Regions from separate parts of the Mus musculus genome. Here regions 1, 3 and 4 are each linked to region 2. Evidence: chromatin contacts called from public HiChIP or PLAC-seq and promoter capture Hi-C data. All regions are on one chromosome and are shown on one strand. The core of a region is the stretch at or near the end of the contact, and the rest is flanking DNA. Distances in the headings are between cores, read along the strand shown. Region 1 overlaps Vapb (vesicle-associated membrane protein, associated protein B and C). Region 2 holds the start of Gnas (GNAS (guanine nucleotide binding protein, alpha stimulating) complex locus). Region 3 holds the start of 1700021F07Rik (RIKEN cDNA 1700021F07 gene). Region 4 overlaps Gm40017 (a long non-coding RNA gene).

Region 1 (2,700 bases), core at 84-2,583, 530 kb after region 2:
TGGAAAAATCAATACCATAAAATCCTGCTTATTTATAAAAAACGAAGGCATCTTAATTTTACCAAAATTAGGGACACTGTTAAACATGTACTTACATGAGGAAGGAGGGATAAAAATGAAGGCAATTAAAGAACAAAGAAGCAGGGCCTGTTCAGAGACAGAGCAGATGCTTAGTGTGAACAAGACCCAAGCTCCGTCCTCAGTAAAGAGGGAAGAACAAAGCTGACCAGAGCTACTTCCGCTCCGCAGAGGAAAGCAACAGCGGGCAGTATCACTGGGGGGGAGGGGAGGGGCATTTAATGTTAGGCAAACCCTTCCGGGCATGAGGGCTGGAGACAGGCCAGAAGCATCCACTCAGGATAGAGCACGCCGCTGTGGTGCAGGAGAGGGAGGAGAAGGTCCACAAGAGCAGAGAATTGAAGCAAGTTCAGTTCATCGAGTCAGAAAAGAACAGCCATGTAAAATGTTAAAGCTATTCATCAAAGTTGGGAAAGTGGTACAGGGGCCTGAGTGTACACCTCCCTAACAGCACCCGCCATGGCTGCCCTAGCGGGCTGGAGAGAAGAAGAAGTGTTCGTACTTACTACTGCCTCCATATCAGAAGTGTCAGGCGGAGCAAACATAGACTGAACCATAAACTTGTGTTTACTTTTCTCATTGGGATCATAATCGAAAGGCTGTAACATCACTGAGAAAGAAAATATTTCATTAGGAGGGTCACAATGTGGTTATCGGAGTCGTTTGTCACGCTAGGTCTTACACTGTGGAGGAAAACAGCTCCCCAGCTCTCCCATCTGGACCCTGAGGAAGGCCGTGGCCAGCAGAGATGTACAACTTCCCCAACCCCCATCTTTCAGGTCAGCAGTTAAGGCCAGAAAAACTGGGGCCTGTCCCAGCCTCACAGCAGGTGCCAGCTGAGCTGTAGGTGGGTCTGGAACTTGGGTGCCTGATTTCTGATACAAAGATTGTGCGCTCACACAGAGCCACCCTCACCTATCTCACAGCTCTCGCTGAAGACATAAAATGGGAGAAACACCAAAGTCCTATTTTTCTCAAGGAAACATTGCCAAATGATCTTTTCGAGAAAGAAAACAGAATAACTCAAATCATTTCAGGATGGTTTTCACTTCTCTCCACCCCATTTCCCACGCAGCTCATCAAGGTAAGGCTTGAAATATGATTTTGCCAATAGAATTCTGGAGACGGCATAAAAGCTGGATTTGCCACAGCAGGAAAAGCAATTCCAACTCCTGCCCTACCCCCACCCAGAACCCAGAGGGAGCTCACCCAAGGCACCCCGCTGTACTGAGGGAGTCTTGTATTCTGATTCACTTCCTCGGACCTGTTTCCCCATGACTCAGCCAGGCCCAGTTATAGGAGGGCTGCTATACTCTCTCTGCTGCACAGCTTTAATAAGCTTTGCCCCTAGTGGCCTTCCCTGAAACCTAAGTTCACAATCAGGGGGCACCTCAGAGTCAGTGTGGGCCTTGCATCTCCAACCAGAACCTAGGCTCCTGCTCTTCAGACTGCCATTACCCCACTCCATCCGAAGAAGCAGGCGCTGCTGTGGGAGGAGGGCATTATTCTGCTGTCTATTTTTCTGATTAAAACAACAACAACAGCAAAATAAAAAACAGAAAAACCTGAAATAGAACCCAGTTTCCTTAGTCCACAAATGCATGCACACGCGCGCACACACACAGGCACGCACACACGCACACACACACACAGGCACGCACACACGCACACACAGGCACGCACACACGCACACACACACACACAGGCACGCACACACGCACGCACACACACAGGCACGCACACACGCACACACACACACAGGCACGCACACACGCACACACACACACACAGGCACGCACACACGCACACACACACACACAGGCACGCACACACGCACGCACACACACAGGCACGCACACACGCACACACACACACACACACACAGGCACGCGCGCACACACACACACACACACACACAGGCACGCACACACGCGCACGCGCGCGCACACACACACACACAGGCACGCACACACGTACGCGTGCGCACACACACACACACACACACACGCACACACACACATAGGCACGCACACACACACAGAGGCACGCACACACACACACACACACACAGGCACGCGCGCGCACACACACACACACACACACACACAGGCACGCATGCACACACACACAGGCACGCACACACACACACACACACACACACAGGCACGCGCGCACACACACACACACACACACACACAGGCACGCACACACGCACACACACACAGGCACGCACACACGCACACACACACACACACAGGCACACGCACGCACGCACACACACACAGGCACGCACACACGCACACACACACACACACACACACAGGCACACGCACGCACGCACACACACACACACACACACACACACACACAAACCCAAAGGTCTGCCCCACAGCTCCTGCTACTGTGTATCAAAGGATATCAGGCCTGCCTTCTGCAGTCTGTCCCATGAGAAGTTTCTCCTTCCTAGATAGGAGGAGATAAAAGGCTAGGAGGGGTTCCTGCCTGGCTGAGTCCAGGCTTACATTCATTCCCACACTATGGGTCCGATTTGCCTGTAGTTGGTAGCCCACACCTTTAATCCCGCACTCTGGAGGCAGAGGCGGAGGCAGGTGGCTCTCAATT
Region 2 (2,700 bases), core at 41-2,540:
TTCTCCGGCATCGCTCTGGCTATCTGTGAGCATCGCGGAATCCGTAGGAGCTCCAGCATCAGATCCGGTAGAGACGGCTTGGGCAGCAGGGGCTGGCTTGGCATCCATTGCTTCAGGCTGGGTGGAAGATCCGTCCCCTCTCTCCGGAGAGGGGACTTTTCCTTCCACCGCAGTGGCGGTGGTAGGGCTTCCTTCCATCTCGGCTGCTTCTCGCTCAACTGGGGGTCTCTCTGCGCACTCGCTCTTATCTGGGGCTCCCGAGACTTCGATGGGCGGGCCATCACTTGCGATTGGGGGGCTGTCCATATTGACAGCGGTGTCGTCGTCGACCCCAATGGAGGCTCTGCCAATCTCAAGCAGGGGTCTGGTGATCTCCATCGGGGGGCTGTCGCATGCGAAGTTAGGAGGAGATCTGACAGCCTCGCGGAATGGTCTGTCAATGGCGCCTCGGACCCAGAGGGGAGGCGCGTTCTCGGCGGGAGCGAGGCAGAGCGCACTCGGGACCGCGACTGTCGGGAACTCGCCGCCAATGCCGATTTGTGGGATGACTCGCGGGAGTCCTGGGGGTGGGCTATCGCCCCCGAATTCTTCTCCACCGACCTGAAATGGCACAGATTCTTCAGGGGGAGGGCTGTAGTCTTCTCGGAAGCCAGCGTTTTCAAATCTGATGTTCCCGGGCTCCGCGGGAAGAGCTCTGGGGACCAATGCTTCCGGACCTCCTGGCGCAAGGTCTGGGACTTGCAAGGGAGGCTGGCTATGGTCTCCCTGGGCAGGCTCGTTGAACTCAAATGGCATAGCTTCTTCTGGTGGGGGGGTATAGGCTCCCAGGCCTGGGCTCGCGCCAGTGGGGGTCCCGGGCTCCAAAATCGCTGGGTTGAAGGCTTGGAGGCCTGATGGGGTCCCAGATGGTCCTGGCTGCTCCAGGGTGGGCCAGAAATCTCCCAGGCTGGGCTGTTGTGTCTCGAATGGCATGGCTTCCTCCGGAGGTGGGCTGTAGTCTCCACCCACTCGGACTTCCTCGAAGGCCTGGCAGGGGCTTTGGATGTCAGATTTGGAGTCTTCTGGGGGTCCACTGATCTCACTGCCAGTCTCGTCGGGGACGGGCTCATTGTTAGACGGTTCGGAGTCCGGTTCGGTCGCCATTTCTTCGGCTGGGCCAGCCCCAGCACCGGGGGCAGCTGCCCCTGGGGCTTCCAAAGGTTCTTGCTCGGGCTGCTCCCCGACTTCAGGGGGGATATCGTGTTGTCCTGACATATTATTGCCGTGGAGGCAGTTGAACATGCCCATAACACGGTGGCGACTTTTCAAAATAAATTTGGGGCCCCGTAAGACGGAGCACCCAGCCAAACTAGGGTGAAAAAAAATTTTTTTTTAAAAAATTCAAATTTTTGTTGGAAAGTTCTCCAGCCTCAGTTTCCAAACTTTGTAAGGATAGATAATCAGGGGCTAGAACCCAGGACCATGGCTGAAGTGAGTCATCTCTTGCTGGTGAAGTCTGTCACCTTCCTAGTTACACTTACCCCTTCGGGCTGTGGTCGGCCAACAACTTTAGGAACTTTTCTGTTCTCTCTTCGTACTTTGCTGTACTTTAGCTCCGCCTTCTTGGCATTTAAGAGCGTGCCGATTCGTCTCGAAAATCGTAAATAGAACTCTTTCTCTGCCGCCAGAGGACGCAGGTCTCAGTGCTGAGCCGGCTCCGGGAGCTGGCTCCCGGTGCCGGCTGCTCCCGACTTTGGGTAAGGGGGCTGATGAGCGGAGGCCTTGTAGGGACGTTCGGCTCCGTCCTCTCCTCTCCCGGACTGATTCCGAGTCTCTCTAGCTCGCTTTTTCCCTGGCCAGAGAGCGAGCGAGCTCTCTTGCGTTGCTGGGACACGTGACGCAAGACGTGGGCATTGGTCTGTTAGAGTACAGACGCTGAAAGCCTCCCTCCCCATCTGATTCTTCTCGAGGGGAGGAGGGACTGCAGGAGGGCTTTATCACCCCAGATTACCCCAGTATGCGGTAAATTCCTTATCTAAGGACCCCACACTCAGGCAATTACCCATACTCATCTCCAAGTCAGGAAATGGAGGCTTTAGGATACAAGGAAAGGGGTAGAGGCACACACACACACAAATGCGACAGGTGGTCGTGAGCCCACCGGAAGGGTAGAGACAGGGTGAGGAAGTGCCGAATGTAAACACGCAATTTGTTTCGTAAATGCTCTAGGGTACTTTTCTTTATTTCTTTTTTTTCCTTTTTTTTTCTTTTTTTAATGTTTATGTTTGCTGTTTGTTGGGGATGGCTCCAGCAAATCCCTTCAATGTCCCCCATCCCCATTACACCTCGGAGCTCTCAACAGTGGTATAGTGTGTTGTAGTCAGGGCTTGCTCTGTTTATATGGACGGTGATGCAGTAGAAATAAAGGTCTCAGCAGTGCACTGCAGAAAATCAAGCAAAGCCCCCTTAGGAGTTATTCATGTTTGCCGCTTTCGTGCAAATAGGGGAGGGGGCTTAAGGCTTACCGGAAGACCCCCCACCTAGCTCAGGTCTTGTACTTCTGTCTTCTGGGTAAAGGCAAAAGGAGATTTGGGGTGTAGTTGATGGCCCATTTAGGGTGGTCTCGCAGACTAGAAAACCTGAAATGCACTTAACCCACCGACCAACCGTGCCATGGTGGCAACAGCTGCCGAGACTCGCATCTTCCAGCCACCAGCGCCA
Region 3 (2,700 bases), core at 79-2,578, 780 kb after region 2:
AGTTCCAATATAAAGCCGGCTCTTCATCTGTCTCCATTCTCAGCCAACCACACAGGTGTCAAAAAAGACGACAAAAGTCACAGAGACAGTTACTAGGGAGCTTACGGGAGGAGGTGAGGCAGGGGCCTGCCATCCTAGGTATCAGGGAGCTGCAGCAGGACGGTGGCGAGTTTGAGGCCAGCCTGGGAGACTCAAGATTAAACTCAAGATAAAGAAAGCTGGAGACTCAAGGTGTCAGAGAAAATGCCCAGCACTCCTGAGGCTCCAGATTCATACCCAGTGCTGACTGAGGGAGGGAGGGATGGAGGGAGGGAGGGAGGGAGGGAGGGAGAGAGGGAGGGAGGGAGGGAGGGAGGGAGGGAGAGAAGGAGGGAAGGAGGGAGGGAGGGAGGGAAGGAGAGAAGGAGAGAAGGAGGGAGAGAGGGAGGGAGGGAGGGAGAGAAGGAGGGAGGGAGGGAGAGAAGGAGAGAAGGAGGGAGGGAGGGAGAGAGGGAGGGAGGGAGAAGGAGGGAGGGAGGGAGGGAGGGAATGGAGGAGAGAGAGGGACAGATTTCTCTTGCATCTAAGGTTTAAATTAGACTTTCTATAGTGGTTAAAATGCCAAATAATGGAATACTATTTAGCACTCAAAAATATCCATTACAGATGCCTGATGGAGACAAGTCTTTCAGGGAATGGATTTGTTGTTGTTGCTCCTGCTGCTGCTGTTTGAGACAGGTCTTACTGTGTAGACTACTCTGGCCTTGAATTCACAGAGATCCACCTGTCTCTGCGGCACCACGCTGCCATGGTGCTAAGCAGTTTCCTCCCCATGGCTTCCCAGGTCTCCACAAACCCCCAAACCTGTGGGCCTGGATCTTTTAAAATTAAACTTTCTTCTCATTTAAAAGAATCAGGGAAAACCAAGAAAGGGCAAATCGTCTTTCCTTCGAGGTTGTCAAAAATTAGTGTTTTAATTTTGTTTCTTCTTTTTAAATTTTCTATTAGAATTCTTCCAGTCTCCGCTGTGGGCAGGAGGGCAGGGTGGGAAGACTGAGGTATCTCTGTGTCCCTAATGTTCACCCCGATAATCTTTAGAGCGCTCTTGTTACTCCCAGCAGTCGACTGTCTTCTGGTCTTGGTGGGGAAACTGAGGCCACCCTGGTGTATACTCGACTTGTGAGAAGGGCCCAGCCCAACGGGTCTTACCAAATCTCATCCTGGGCCACAAGGTTCATGCGCTCTGCGGCCGTGGTGCTGAGCGGTTTCTGCGCCATGGCTCCCGCGGTCTCCGCAAACCCAAACCCGTGTGCTCCTGCCTTAGACTATGAGTCCTTAATTATAGTCCCGTTGCTGGGAGACCGGTTGCCAGGTCACACGTGACAAGGAAGCGGAAGCAGAAGTGGAAGCGAGAGCACCGCACACCTGAAGGGGATGAGGGTGCCTGGAGCTTGCCCCTGGCCTCTGCCCTCTGAGCACCCAGTGGTCATCCTGTCCCATGCTCCTCTGAGAAACCTCTAGACTTAGCACCAAGATCCCTCCTCCTCTTTCGATACTGGGAATTGCTCGCAGGGCTTGGCATGCTCCACCCGGACCTACATTCCCAGCCTTCGGTGTTTGTTTGTTGTTTTGTTTTGTTTTTTTACTTGTTTAAATTTTTTAAAAAAAGATTTTATTTATTTTTATTTATATGAATACACTGTAGCTGTCTTCAGACACACCAGAAGAGGGCATCGGATCCCATTACAGATGGTTGTGAGCCACCATGTGATTGCTGGGATTTGAACTTAGGACCTCAGGAAGATAAGTCATTCAGTGCTCTTAACTGCTGAGCCATCTCTCCAGCCCTTGTTTAAAATTTTGACACAGGAGCTCCTAAGTTGCTCAGTCTGGCCTTGAACTCACTCTGTAACCCAGGCAGACCTATGCTTCGAGGTTCTCCTGTCTCAGTTCCCTGAGTAGTAGCCTGGCTTGTACCATCAGCCCCGGTCCCTGGCCCTTTTCAAAACTTAAACATAAACATGGATGTTAGATTACTCATCCGGGCGCAGAACCCCAAGAGCACAGAGCTTGGTGATGTCTATTTGAGAGAACACACCCTCCTGTCAGACCCTGGGCATCACCGAACAGAGCTGCCAGCCACCTCCAGTGGTTGCAGAGAACACTGCCCTCTGCCGCCTCCACCTCCTTGAGGAGCTTGGCTAAGCCTCTACCAGGTCCTGTTCAGGCTGAGGACTCTAGCCAGCCTTCTCTTCCCGCAGAAGCTGTAGGAGACCCATGCGTGTTGCTTAGAGTTTTCACGTGTGCTTTTCCACTGCTGCATCGCATTTCACTCCTGCTCAAGGACAGAATTGGTCTGTTAATGACCTGGCCTGCGTTCTCGATAAGCTGATAACAGGCCACCACCAGGTGTCCTTGCTCCTGGGCGGGTAGGGCCTCAGGTGGGCTGGGATCATCTCCTGTCCCCCTTTCCCAGGTCCAGTGGCTGTGGAAGCCTTTGTGTAAAGTGGCTGAGAAGAAAGATCCGCTGTGCTCTCCAGGCAAACTCTGCCCCTGCTTTGGGAAGTGTCTAGGAATCTCTGCGGAATTAAGAATAAGCAAAGCTGCTGGCTGCTGTGCTTGGCCTGATGCCCCGCCCCTCCTGCAAGCTTTGTTAAGAGCCCAGGTCCTCCTGCAAGCATTGACTAAGGGCCCCACTGTGCTTGATTCTGGTTGGGTACT
Region 4 (2,700 bases), core at 167-2,666, 640 kb before region 2:
ACTTTAGTTGTTTTAAGGATTGTTTTTGTCAGTACCATCTCTTTAAAAAAATCATTTTAAAAACCACTTGAAGGCTTGCAGACATCTTCAGGTTTACAGATTACCTTAATGTGTTAATAATATACATGGGACAATCGTTCATCTATGTTTTTAGTTCTAAAGAAATATAAAATAGTTGAGGCAAAATACTTGTTAAATAACTCACATACCGGTGAACAGGTCGTTCAAAAGGAATAAAGTAAGAAATGCCAAACGTTTCCCTGCTTTGGCTCCTTGTAATCCAGAATAACAGCTAACCCCTTTTAGTTCTCATACTTGGGAAGGGGCAGGTGGATCTCTGAGTTTAAGGCCAACCTGGTCTACAGATGAGGTTTCAGCATAGCCTGGGTAGCCTGGGCTACAAAGAGAGCCCCTTGTCTCAATTTTTTATTTTGTATTTTTTTTTTTTTTTTTTTTTTTTTTTTTGCACAGGATATCACTATGTAGCTCTGGCTATCCTGAAACTCACTAGGTAGATCAGGCTGGCCCAAAACTCGCAGAGATCCAATTGTCTCTGCCCCTCAAGTGCTGGGACTTAACATATCTGGCTGAACAAAAAAATTATCTTTAAGTGTCTGTTATAATGACTTACATCTTTAGCAAATAAATTGGTTAAGAAGATGCAAGACTGTTAATGTAGTTTGTGTTTCTGTTCATAACTGTTAGATATTTAACATGTCATATACAGTTTCTGAGTTTTAGGTACAGCCTCCTGGGGTTTAATTTTTAAATTATCTTATTAAAATGTTTCTGAACTATGCACCAACATTAATAATTATAGGAACTCTTGGCAGAAAGAGAGAGAGAGAGATGTTATAGGTATGAGATAGACAGGTATGGTATAGGGTTAAAGAAGATTGAAGAAAAGGAAACTGTTTTTGGATAAGAATGCACTTTGCATGGTAAGAGAAAGACTTGCACAGCGGAGACTGATGGTGATGATGGGGAAAGACAGAAGTATGCTGCAAAAAGATTACAGAAACTAAACTTTAAAAAGTGGACATGGTTGTGACTAAGCTGATCTTATTTGCTTTGAGACAGTGTCCCACTGTGTAGCCCTGCCTGGCCTGAAATTTGCTACAGGCTAACAGGCTGCTTTTCACCTCACAGCTATCCACCTGCCTCTCTCCCTGGGAAGCTGGGATTGGAGACACGCATCACTACGCCTGGCTTGTACCCATTGCGTTAACGGTAAGGTGTGCAATTTCTATCACATTACATAACAATCACGCAACTCTTTTTAATGGACGAGTACTTGCATCTATTTCTAAAATTTGGCCTATTAGATAAACAACTCAACTACTTTGACGTCACTTTGGGAGACAGGGGACTACGGTTCCCTCTAGTGGCCACTGCCAAGTCTGCAGCTGAGATTCGGAAAATTTGTTACGGGTGCCTTCTACCAGTCGCCCGGCAGATGGCGCACGGTGGCCTGTATCCTAGAAGACTGCTTTCATCTTGCAGAAGGCCGGAGGCTTTGCTACTTACTTAAAGAGCCCTTGTTACGGGACGCTCATTTTGAAAGTGGAAACGTATTTTAGAATTTCAAATATTCTAGCTGAACAATGTCCCACCTCTGTTACCCAACTTCATAAGACCCCAGTGCCAACCAAGCCCGAGACTGGTGAGGACCATCACACTAAGCTAAGAGCTCAGAGCCCTCTGTGTCCAACCAGGACATTAACAGGTCAGGTGGGAGATGCCTCTGCCTGGTCCATTCTGTGCCTAGTTTCTTACCCTAGACTAGCCACCTCTGGCTTTGTGGTTAATATTGCATGGCCATCCAAGTAGCTCTGAGGAAACAGGAGCTTAACCTGGCCCCCGAGGGTTTGAGGAGAACTCAAGTCCATTTCCTGATGCCTCCCCATACCAGTGACTTCATACGGTGTGCACACTCACGCTGCGATGGTTCACCTGTGCTGAACCGGGTTCCTGCTTCATCTGCAAAGATGCCAGGGAGATCCTGTGCTCACAGCTGGACAGCACCATTGTATCCTAGCTTAAGGCCTGTACTCTGTAGGCAGCGTGGCATGTCTTCATGCCTTTTGAGTGGCTGCCGGAAGTGCTTTGGGGTAAGCACTGTAGCCTGAGCCACTGGGGCTCCCCTGCATTCCTGAGAGCAATTAGGGCCCCTTTCCTCAGAGAAATTGGAGGGCGTAAGCCCCTGGTGCCTGAGTTCACATGTTCAGAGTTGATAAGCATGGCGGATCCGACGGGAATTTTTTATTTTTGCCTTTTGTTGTTGATGGAAAGGGTGGGCAGCAGCATAAACAATAAGGGCAACTTAGTGACTAACAGGCTCCTGGGGCAGGCGGCGTCCAGCTGGAGAGGCCCAAAGTCGCGAACCACCCACTTAGTATTTGCAACTTAGGGGTCCTCAGAAGTGTTCGGAAGTTGGTTTGCTGCAATGTGAACTTTGTTCAACTTAAGAAGGGGAAGGGAGTGTTAAGTCCCCCTCGTGGCAGCTGGAAGTCAGGCCCAATCCCCAGCTACTCAGCAGCTCTCTCATGCTTTAGGTTTGGGGCCACTCTGCAATCCTTGAATGTGTTTAAGATGGAGATGGGGCTTTTAGCTTATGCTGGAAGTTTAGCTCTAACAAATATGTACTTACGTTTGGAACTGAAACATAAGTTTATGCATTTTTTAATTCTTAAAAAAAAA

The links. Promoter capture Hi-C pulls out the DNA fragments that hold promoters and counts their contacts. HiChIP or PLAC-seq counts read pairs in DNA pulled down with a chosen protein or histone mark.
Region 1: an H3K4me3 HiChIP or PLAC-seq map of embryonic stem cells shows a contact between it and region 2, with 5 times the contacts expected there. The contact joins the enhancer-like site here to the promoter of Gnas in region 2. A contact is called at or near these places in 9 of 39 promoter capture datasets (the HPC-7 cell line, cranial neural crest, embryonic stem cells and 5 more), 2 of 484 Hi-C or Micro-C datasets (the N1E-115 cell line and nephron progenitors), 13 of 115 datasets of contacts at active chromatin or transcription factors (T-cell acute lymphoblastic leukemia, craniofacial prominence, differentiating embryonic stem cells and 6 more) and 2 of 9 other capture datasets (embryonic stem cells and pancreatic islet).
Region 3: a contact with region 2 is called in an H3K4me3 HiChIP or PLAC-seq map of embryonic stem cells, with 6 times the contacts expected there. The contact joins the promoter of 1700021F07Rik here to the promoter of Gnas in region 2. A contact is called at or near these places in 3 of 39 promoter capture datasets (cranial neural crest, liver and stem cell-derived epiblast-like cells), 3 of 115 datasets of contacts at active chromatin or transcription factors (embryonic midbrain, embryonic stem cells and neural tube) and 1 of 9 other capture datasets (liver).
Region 4: a promoter capture Hi-C map of pre-B cells shows a contact between it and region 2. The contact joins the enhancer-like site here to the promoter of Gnas in region 2. A contact is called at or near these places in 8 of 39 promoter capture datasets (the C10 cell line, cranial neural crest, embryonic stem cells and 5 more), 4 of 15 datasets of contacts at CTCF or cohesin (the G1E-ER4 cell line, embryonic stem cells, large pre-B cells and 1 more), 14 of 484 Hi-C or Micro-C datasets (the G1E-ER4 cell line, the HL-1 cell line, the HPC-7 cell line and 6 more) and 11 of 115 datasets of contacts at active chromatin or transcription factors (embryonic basal ganglia, embryonic forebrain, embryonic hindbrain and 6 more).

What each region holds. Positions count from the first base shown.
Region 1 is chr2:173,769,509-173,772,208 of GRCm38.p6, reverse strand. It overlaps Vapb (vesicle-associated membrane protein, associated protein B and C), which reads right to left. Exons shown (of 6, transcript NM_019806.5): 3 at 585-688. Among named protein-coding and RNA genes, the nearest start is that of Vapb, 33 kb to the right of the region's middle. Within about 2 kb of position 1,333, at least 80 of the 459 cell types and tissues checked have an H3K27ac peak or open chromatin away from gene starts, as enhancers often do. A contact at or near this core is called in the N1E-115 cell line, differentiating embryonic stem cells and embryonic stem cells, where this site is marked.
Region 2 is chr2:174,296,449-174,299,148 of GRCm38.p6, reverse strand. It overlaps Gnas (GNAS (guanine nucleotide binding protein, alpha stimulating) complex locus), which reads right to left and starts at 1,290. Exons shown (of 12, transcript NM_010309.4): 1 at 1-1,290. The coding sequence starts at 1,287.
Region 3 is chr2:173,521,220-173,523,919 of GRCm38.p6, reverse strand. 1700021F07Rik (RIKEN cDNA 1700021F07 gene) reads right to left here and starts at 1,328. Exons shown (of 4, transcript NM_028158.1): 1 at 1,189-1,328. The coding sequence starts at 1,256.
Region 4 is chr2:174,931,622-174,934,321 of GRCm38.p6, reverse strand. The region is part of intron 4 of Gm40017 (a long non-coding RNA gene); the gene reads right to left. Among named protein-coding and RNA genes, the nearest start is that of Gm30591, 9.0 kb to the left of the region's middle. Within about 2 kb of position 1,416, at least 13 of the 459 cell types and tissues checked have an H3K27ac peak or open chromatin away from gene starts, as enhancers often do.